Linked DNA regions of Mus musculus: region 1 is linked to region 2. The links are chromatin contacts, called in public HiChIP or PLAC-seq maps. All regions are on one chromosome and are shown on one strand. Each heading gives the region's core, a stretch centred on a gene start, on an enhancer-like site or on the middle of the called end of the contact. The rest is flanking DNA. Distances are from core to core; before and after follow the strand shown. Region 1 holds the start of Tmprss9 (transmembrane protease, serine 9). Region 2 overlaps Gng7 (guanine nucleotide binding protein (G protein), gamma 7).

What was found. HiChIP or PLAC-seq counts read pairs in DNA pulled down with a chosen protein or histone mark.
Region 1: a contact with region 2 is called in an H3K27ac HiChIP or PLAC-seq map of embryonic stem cells, with 9 read pairs. The contact joins the promoter of Tmprss9 here to the enhancer-like site in region 2. A contact is called at or near these places in 1 of 39 promoter capture datasets (embryonic stem cells), 1 of 15 datasets of contacts at CTCF or cohesin (embryonic stem cells), 7 of 484 Hi-C or Micro-C datasets (CD4 T cells, the G1E-ER4 cell line, bone marrow-derived macrophages and 2 more), 3 of 115 datasets of contacts at active chromatin or transcription factors (embryonic stem cells and pancreatic cancer cells) and 1 of 9 other capture datasets (adipose tissue).

Annotation. Positions count from the first base shown.
Region 1 is chr10:80,878,440-80,881,685 of GRCm38.p6, forward strand. Tmprss9 (transmembrane protease, serine 9) reads left to right here and starts at 1,377. Exons shown (of 18, transcript NM_001081688.2): 1 at 1,377-1,524. The coding sequence starts at 1,377.
Region 2 is chr10:80,959,576-80,962,656 of GRCm38.p6, forward strand. All of the region lies in intron 2 of Gng7 (guanine nucleotide binding protein (G protein), gamma 7), which reads right to left. Among named protein-coding and RNA genes, the nearest start is that of Gadd45b, 31 kb to the left of the region's middle. Within about 2 kb of position 1,721, at least 156 of the 459 cell types and tissues checked have an H3K27ac peak or open chromatin away from gene starts, as enhancers often do. A contact at or near this core is called in adipose tissue, embryonic stem cells, nephron progenitors and 1 more, where this site is marked.

The sequences.
Region 1 (3,246 bases), core at 127-2,626, 81 kb before region 2:
GTGAGTTCACTGAGTGTGGGTGACTTAGAGGCAGTTTGGGGTTTCCTGATGCCTGACTTAGTCCCCTCTCCCTACCATTATGAATCATGGGAGTTTCAGGAAGTCTGTGAGTCTCAGGGAGCCTTCCCTCAGGAGGAAGTGCCTCCATTGAGAGGACACTGCTAGACAGCCCCTGTGTCACCAATGCACAGAAGTGCTGAACGTATGCCATGTTTACCCCCAACAAACCCTACTTACAGACCAAGTGTCAGGGTAGACTTGGTCTCCCAAAGCCAGGATCCTGGTCCCCTGTTGAGGATCAGAGCTGACCAGGAAGTAGTCTGTGTTCCATGGCCTGCATCTACCTCCTCCCCATTTTTGGCTACAATGTCTCACTTGGCAGTCCAGCCTTGCCTGGAACTCATAGAAATCCCCCTGCCTCAGCTTCCTGGATGCTGGGATGACAGGTGTGTGCTACCATGCTTGGTTCTGGTGAAGCAGTTCTTGGTAGCCTGGTCTCCCCAGCTCAGGTCTCCCGAGGTTCACAGAGTTGCATCAGCCCCTTTTCAGGGCTCTGTGTCTGTGGGCAAGGCAGCTCTGCAGTAATTACTGTGGGAAGGGCTGAATGGCATGGCATGCTTAGCACTCACTAAGAGCAAGTCCTCAGGGAAGGGATGAGCAAGGGGTGTGTGTGAGCACAGTAATGCGTGTGTGCTCGTGTGTGCATGCCTGTGTGCACACACACATGTGCATGTGTATATGTGTTATGCACACACATATCCACATGTGTGCATGCATGTGTGTATGTGCACGTATATGTATGTGTGCGCATGTGTGTATGCATATGTGTGCATGAATGTGTGTGGGTGTGTTTGCATGTGTGTGGTCGCCTGTGTGTGCATCTGTGTGTACATCTGTGTGTATGTGGACTGTCACGGAGGTCTCCCCTGCAGCCCGAGGCCGAGAGCTCACTGGTCAGAGCTGCAGCATGGCTCCTGTCTCTCACTTCAGTGATGATTTGGGGATATGGTTGCGTCTCACCCAGAATCTCTGTAGCTTAAGTGATGTCATAGTGGGGCCACTGACCTGTCCCCTCTGCTGTGCATGGCGGTCACAAGGGTCTGAGTGGCCATTTCAGGCAGATCAAGTCTCCTTAAGGATGGGACAAATTGGCTTGGCCTCAGCCTTGGGATACCAGGATTAGCAAAGGGTGCACTTGGGTCCACATGGGTGTCAGGGAATGCTGGGTGCATGCCTGTCACCCCTGCACTCTGGAAGTGGAGTCAGTTGATCAGGAGTCCAGGGCCAAGTGTGGCTGAATGTCAGATAAATCCTTTGTCCATTTTTTGTTCTTTTTCTCTTGCAGGTGTCTAGCTGGAGCTTACCTTTGCCGAGCCATGGAGCCCACTGCACCAGACTTACAACTTGTGCCAGAGGTGACAAAGGCTGTCTCTGTATCTGCTCCAGACCCTGGCCCTTGTCGAACGGCTGTCATCGCAGTGGTGGGCATCAGCATGGCCATCGTGACCCTGGGAGTCCTTTCAGGTAAGTGGCAGGAAGAAGGCCTGGGTCCTCGGATGCAAAAGGACATCCCAAGTGTCAAAGGGCTGACCTTCCAGCCAGATCCAGCAGTGGCAAGGACAGGCTCTGGGGTCCAAGAATATGCTGGGTATGCAGGAAGTGTTTGCAATGACAAGAAGGAGCGGGTGGGCGGGCAGTCCTGTGGTCGAATGGGGAGGGAACAGATATGTCAGTTTTGACAGCTTAAGGCAGCAGGAGGGTCAGGCAGGACTACAGGGGTGTGGCTTAGGAGAGGCTGGGCTCATGCCTGTTAGCATGGTGATACAGTGATAATGGGTACAAACTGGGGAACTTGTGTGGAAAAAATTTAATTGGCCAGGCAGTTGTGGCATACACCCTTTGATCTCTGTGAGTTTGAGGCCAACCTGGTCTACAGATAAAGTCTAGGACAGCCAGAGCTGCACAGAGAAACCCTGTATTGATAAAAGATAACAGAATACATTGATAATTGTCCTACAGTCCCCAACTGTACTAATATGTATTAAGCTTTTCTGGACGGGCTAGGTTACTGCAGTCTGATGTGGCTGAATGCTGCCCCCTAGTGGCTGTGCCTGTCACGTGCAGTAGCATTCTCATCTCCCCTCGTGCTCTACCCCTTTGAGGGTTTCCTGTCAGTCCAAGTGGCACACAAACCTTTGCGATCATTTTTGAGGGATTTTCCTGGTTTTTGAGAAAGAGAAGGGTCTGACGTAGCCCGTGCTAGCCTCAAACTCTCACTGCTAAGGATAACTTTAAACTCATGGTCTCTGTCTCATTCTCCGAAGTGCTGGGACTAGAGATGTGCACCACCATGCCACCACCCAGGGCCAATGCCTGCAGGGAGTGCTCTACCCACTGAGCGATACAGCCCATTGGGATGATCCCTCTACCCATGAATCCACAAATCCATCCCGACGGATGGCTAAGACTCAGCACCCACACACTATCCGTTTGCTTCTGTTGTGTTATTTTGTTTTTTGTTGTTGTTGTTGGTGGTGGTTTTATTGTTTTGTTTTGTTTTGTTTTTTGTTTTTTTGAGACAGTTTCTCTGTGTAGCTCTGACTGTCCTGAAACTTGCTCTGTAGATCAGGCTAGCCTCCAACTCAGAGATCTGTGTACCTCTGCCCCCTAGGGGCTGGGATTAAAGGCGTGTACCACCACTGTCTGGCAGATTTTGTTTTTTAAATTTTATTTCTGGGGCTAAGAGATGGCTCAGAGGGTAAGATCACTGCACTTTCAGAGGTCTTGAGTTCAATTCCTAGCCCCCACATGATGGCTCAAACCTTCTATAATGCAGGAAGAATGCTGTATTCATAATACATAAGTAAATCTTTTTTTATTACGTATTTTCCTCAATTACATTTCCAATGCTATCCCAAAAGTCTCCCACACCCTCCCCCCCACTCCTCTATCCAATAAATCTTTTTTTAAAAAAATTTATTTCTGTGTATGAGCTTTTTACTTGCATGTATGCCTGTGCGGCGCATGCATGCAGTACCCACGGCCGCCGGCAGAGGGTGCAAGGCACACTGGACCTGCTATTATAGGCGGTTGTGAGCTATATTGGTGCTGGAACCAAGTCAGGCTCCAAATGCCTGAACTGTCTCTCCACCCCCTAATTTACTTGCTAAGGGTAAAAGGCTCTCGTGTTGCTCTTTTTTTTTTTTTGGTTTTCCGAGACAGGGTTTCTCTGTGTAACCCTGGCTG
Region 2 (3,081 bases), core at 471-2,970:
ATGGGGAAGACAACTCAGCTGGAACAGTGCTTGTAGCTTAGTGGCAGGGTGCTTGTAGCTTAGTGGGCAGTGGTTGTAGCTCAGTGGGCAGTGGTTGTAGCTCAGTGAGCAGGTTGTAGTTCAATGGGCAGGGTGCTTGTAGCTCAGTGGGTAGTGGTTGTAGCTCAGTGGGCAAGGTGCTTGTATGTCAGTTGGCAGTGCTTGTAGCTCAATGGGTAGTGGTTGTATCTCAGTGGGCAAGGTGCTTGTATGTCAGTTGGCAGTGCTTGTAGCTCAGTGGGCAGGGTGCTTGCTCAGCATGCTGAATCCCTGGGTTCCATGTACAGCATGGGGCATGGGGTTGCAAAGTTGTTATCCAAGTACTTGGGAGGCAAAAGCAGAAAGATCAGGAGTTCAAGGTTATCCTTGTCCACATAGGAAGTTTGAGGCTAGCCTTGGCTACATGAGACTCTGGCTCAAGCAATAACAACAACAATAACAATAATGAAGAGACGGTCTAGGGTGGTGGAAATTTCTGTGACCTGGTTGGTCTCAAGCTTCTGCATTGAAGCAATCTTCCTGCCTCAGCCTCCTATGTAGCTTGGAGTTCTTTGCCTGACACTGTCACCAGCTCATTGTGTGTTTGTGGAGACAGCCTTGCTCTGAAGCTCGGCAGACCCGGAACTCTTTACAAGTGCACATGTGTGGAAGTCGAAGGGCAGCTTTGGGGAGTCTGTTGTTTCCTTCCACTAAGTGGGTCCTGAGGAGGACTGAATCTGGTTATCAGGCTTGGCAACAAGCCCCTTCACCACTGAGCCCTCTCACCAGCCCTCTTTCCTTTCCTTGTCAGATGGGGTCTCATGTAACCCAGGCTGGCTTGAAATTCCCTAAGTAGCTGAGGATAGCCTTGAACTCCTGACCTGCTGGGATAGACCCAGGGTTTAAGCATGCCAAGCAAGTGCTCTGCACTGAGCCCAGCACCAGCCATGAGTAACTCCATCCACCCTCTGCAGTACCTGTCTACCCAAATCTGGAGGCTGAGGCAGAGGGACTGTCACAACTTTGAGGCCAGCCTGGGATCATCAGTGAGACCAAGGCTCAAAAGAAAAACAAAACTGGAATTAAATCAATGCTGCGTGAACCTAGGCTGGGAGCGTTGACCTAGCTCTGAGATTGAACTCAGGTCCTTTACCCACATGGCTGTCTTCCAAGCTGTGCACTTTGTAGCATTAATTGATGATTGATTGAGACAAGGTTTTATAGGCACCAGGCTGGCCTTGAACTCACAAAGATCCTCTTGCCTCTAAGGAGATTAAAGGTATGGTTCACACCTGGCTAAATTTTGTTTCTGCAGTACAATTGGCCTAAAACTCACACAATGCCTTGTGTACTTCCAAGAGCAGCCAGAAGGGGGCGTCTCCCCCCCCCCCCCCCCGCCCCCGGAGCTTGGAGTCACAGAGGGTTGTGAACCCCATGTGGGTTTAGGAACCTAACTGGAGTCCTCTGCTGAAGCAGTCAGTGCAGTGTGATATAGCCTGGGCTATCTCCCCAGGCTACAATGGCTCTAAAGTAGAGCTGAGGGGGCCATTAACGTCCGCGCCCCCCCCCCCCCCCGCAATCCACTTTAGGAAACAATGACATTCAGATCCAAAAATGCTGGAGAACCTGTGCATGCCGGGCATAGCTCTCATAGCTGGGACACCGCCACTCCCACAGGCTGGGAAAGCACAGCCGCCCCTCCCCTCCCGCAGTCTTCTCTGCTGCTGAGAAAGTCCCGGGCCAGCTTGGAATCCTGTGTCAGGGGACCGGAATGTGGGGAATGCTGGGGAAAGGGTGGGGGAAAGAGACAAGGGTCCCCAGGTGGGAGAAGGAAGCCAACCCTGGGGAGGTCTCAGCTGGGAAGATACCCACCTCCCTCCCCGCAGGGCCTGGATATGGGAATAGGAGGGAACCAGGCTGTGTGTCTGCCTGTCCCTTTCCAGTGCGGGAGCCAGAAACCAGCAAAGGAAAGGATTAAGATCAGGGCCTCGGGGTGGTGTGGTCCCAGGGACTCCCTGGTGCCCCCTGTGCCAGCCCCACCCCACCCCCGCGTGTTCATGAAGGGATGAGACGGAAGTGGCTGGGGTTGAGAGCTCCATCCTTTGCACCACAGAAACCGAGTTCTGTGGCCAGCTTCTGCAGGCAGAGGCAGGAGGATGGAACCCAGGGTCACCCAGAGTGAGTGTGAAGCCAGCCTGGGCTACATGAGACGGCGCACGCGTGTGTGTGTGTGTGTGTGTGTGTGTGTGTGTGTGTGTGTGTGTCTAAAGACTGGATTGGAAATGAACTCTGTCTAATTCAGGAAGAAAAATTAACGTCCAGACTGGGTCGGTGAAAGTTGGAGGCTGGATATGACTGGGTGGGGGGCGGGGCAGGGGGGAGTGGGGGGGGAGCTGGACATGAGGGATTCTAGGCTGGATCTAGCGTGTAAGGAGTGGACCCTCTCCTTGGCCACCCCCACAGCCCCTCACTGGGGATTCCAGGCAGGGACTCCTCTCTGACCACGTTCCCTTTTACTGTTTATTTTGAGACAAGGCGTCCCTAAGCGGCCCAGTCTGGCCTTGAACTTCAGTTTTCTCCTCAGCCTCCTAGAGAACCATGTCTCACTCCTATCTTCCTATTAACATCCAGGAATCCGGCTCACTTTTTCCCTCCCTGGTTTCTCCTCCTGCCTGCCAAAAAATAAGTTAAGAAATAAGTGGAAAACAAACACAAAACACAACCAAACCGCGAGGCCGGATGGGCAGGAGGCAGACGCAGGACGCCTGCTCGCTCCCAGCACATGGTGTTCAGAAAGGAGCTGTGTTTACAGAGCCCAGATCAGAAGCCAAACAAACCAGGCTGAAGTGCTACTCATAGAGCCTGGCTGTAGCCCCCCTGCACCTGTGCAGCCTAACACACACCACTGTATACAAAAATCGTTTCAGCCATGATTGCACACCACTGTATACACAGGGGTGGGTCCCAGTGATGACTGCACACCAATTCTGAAAACAAGGTCTCTGCAACGATGTCACACCACTATATATACAAGGGTCTTGAACACAATTGCATGCCAGCTGT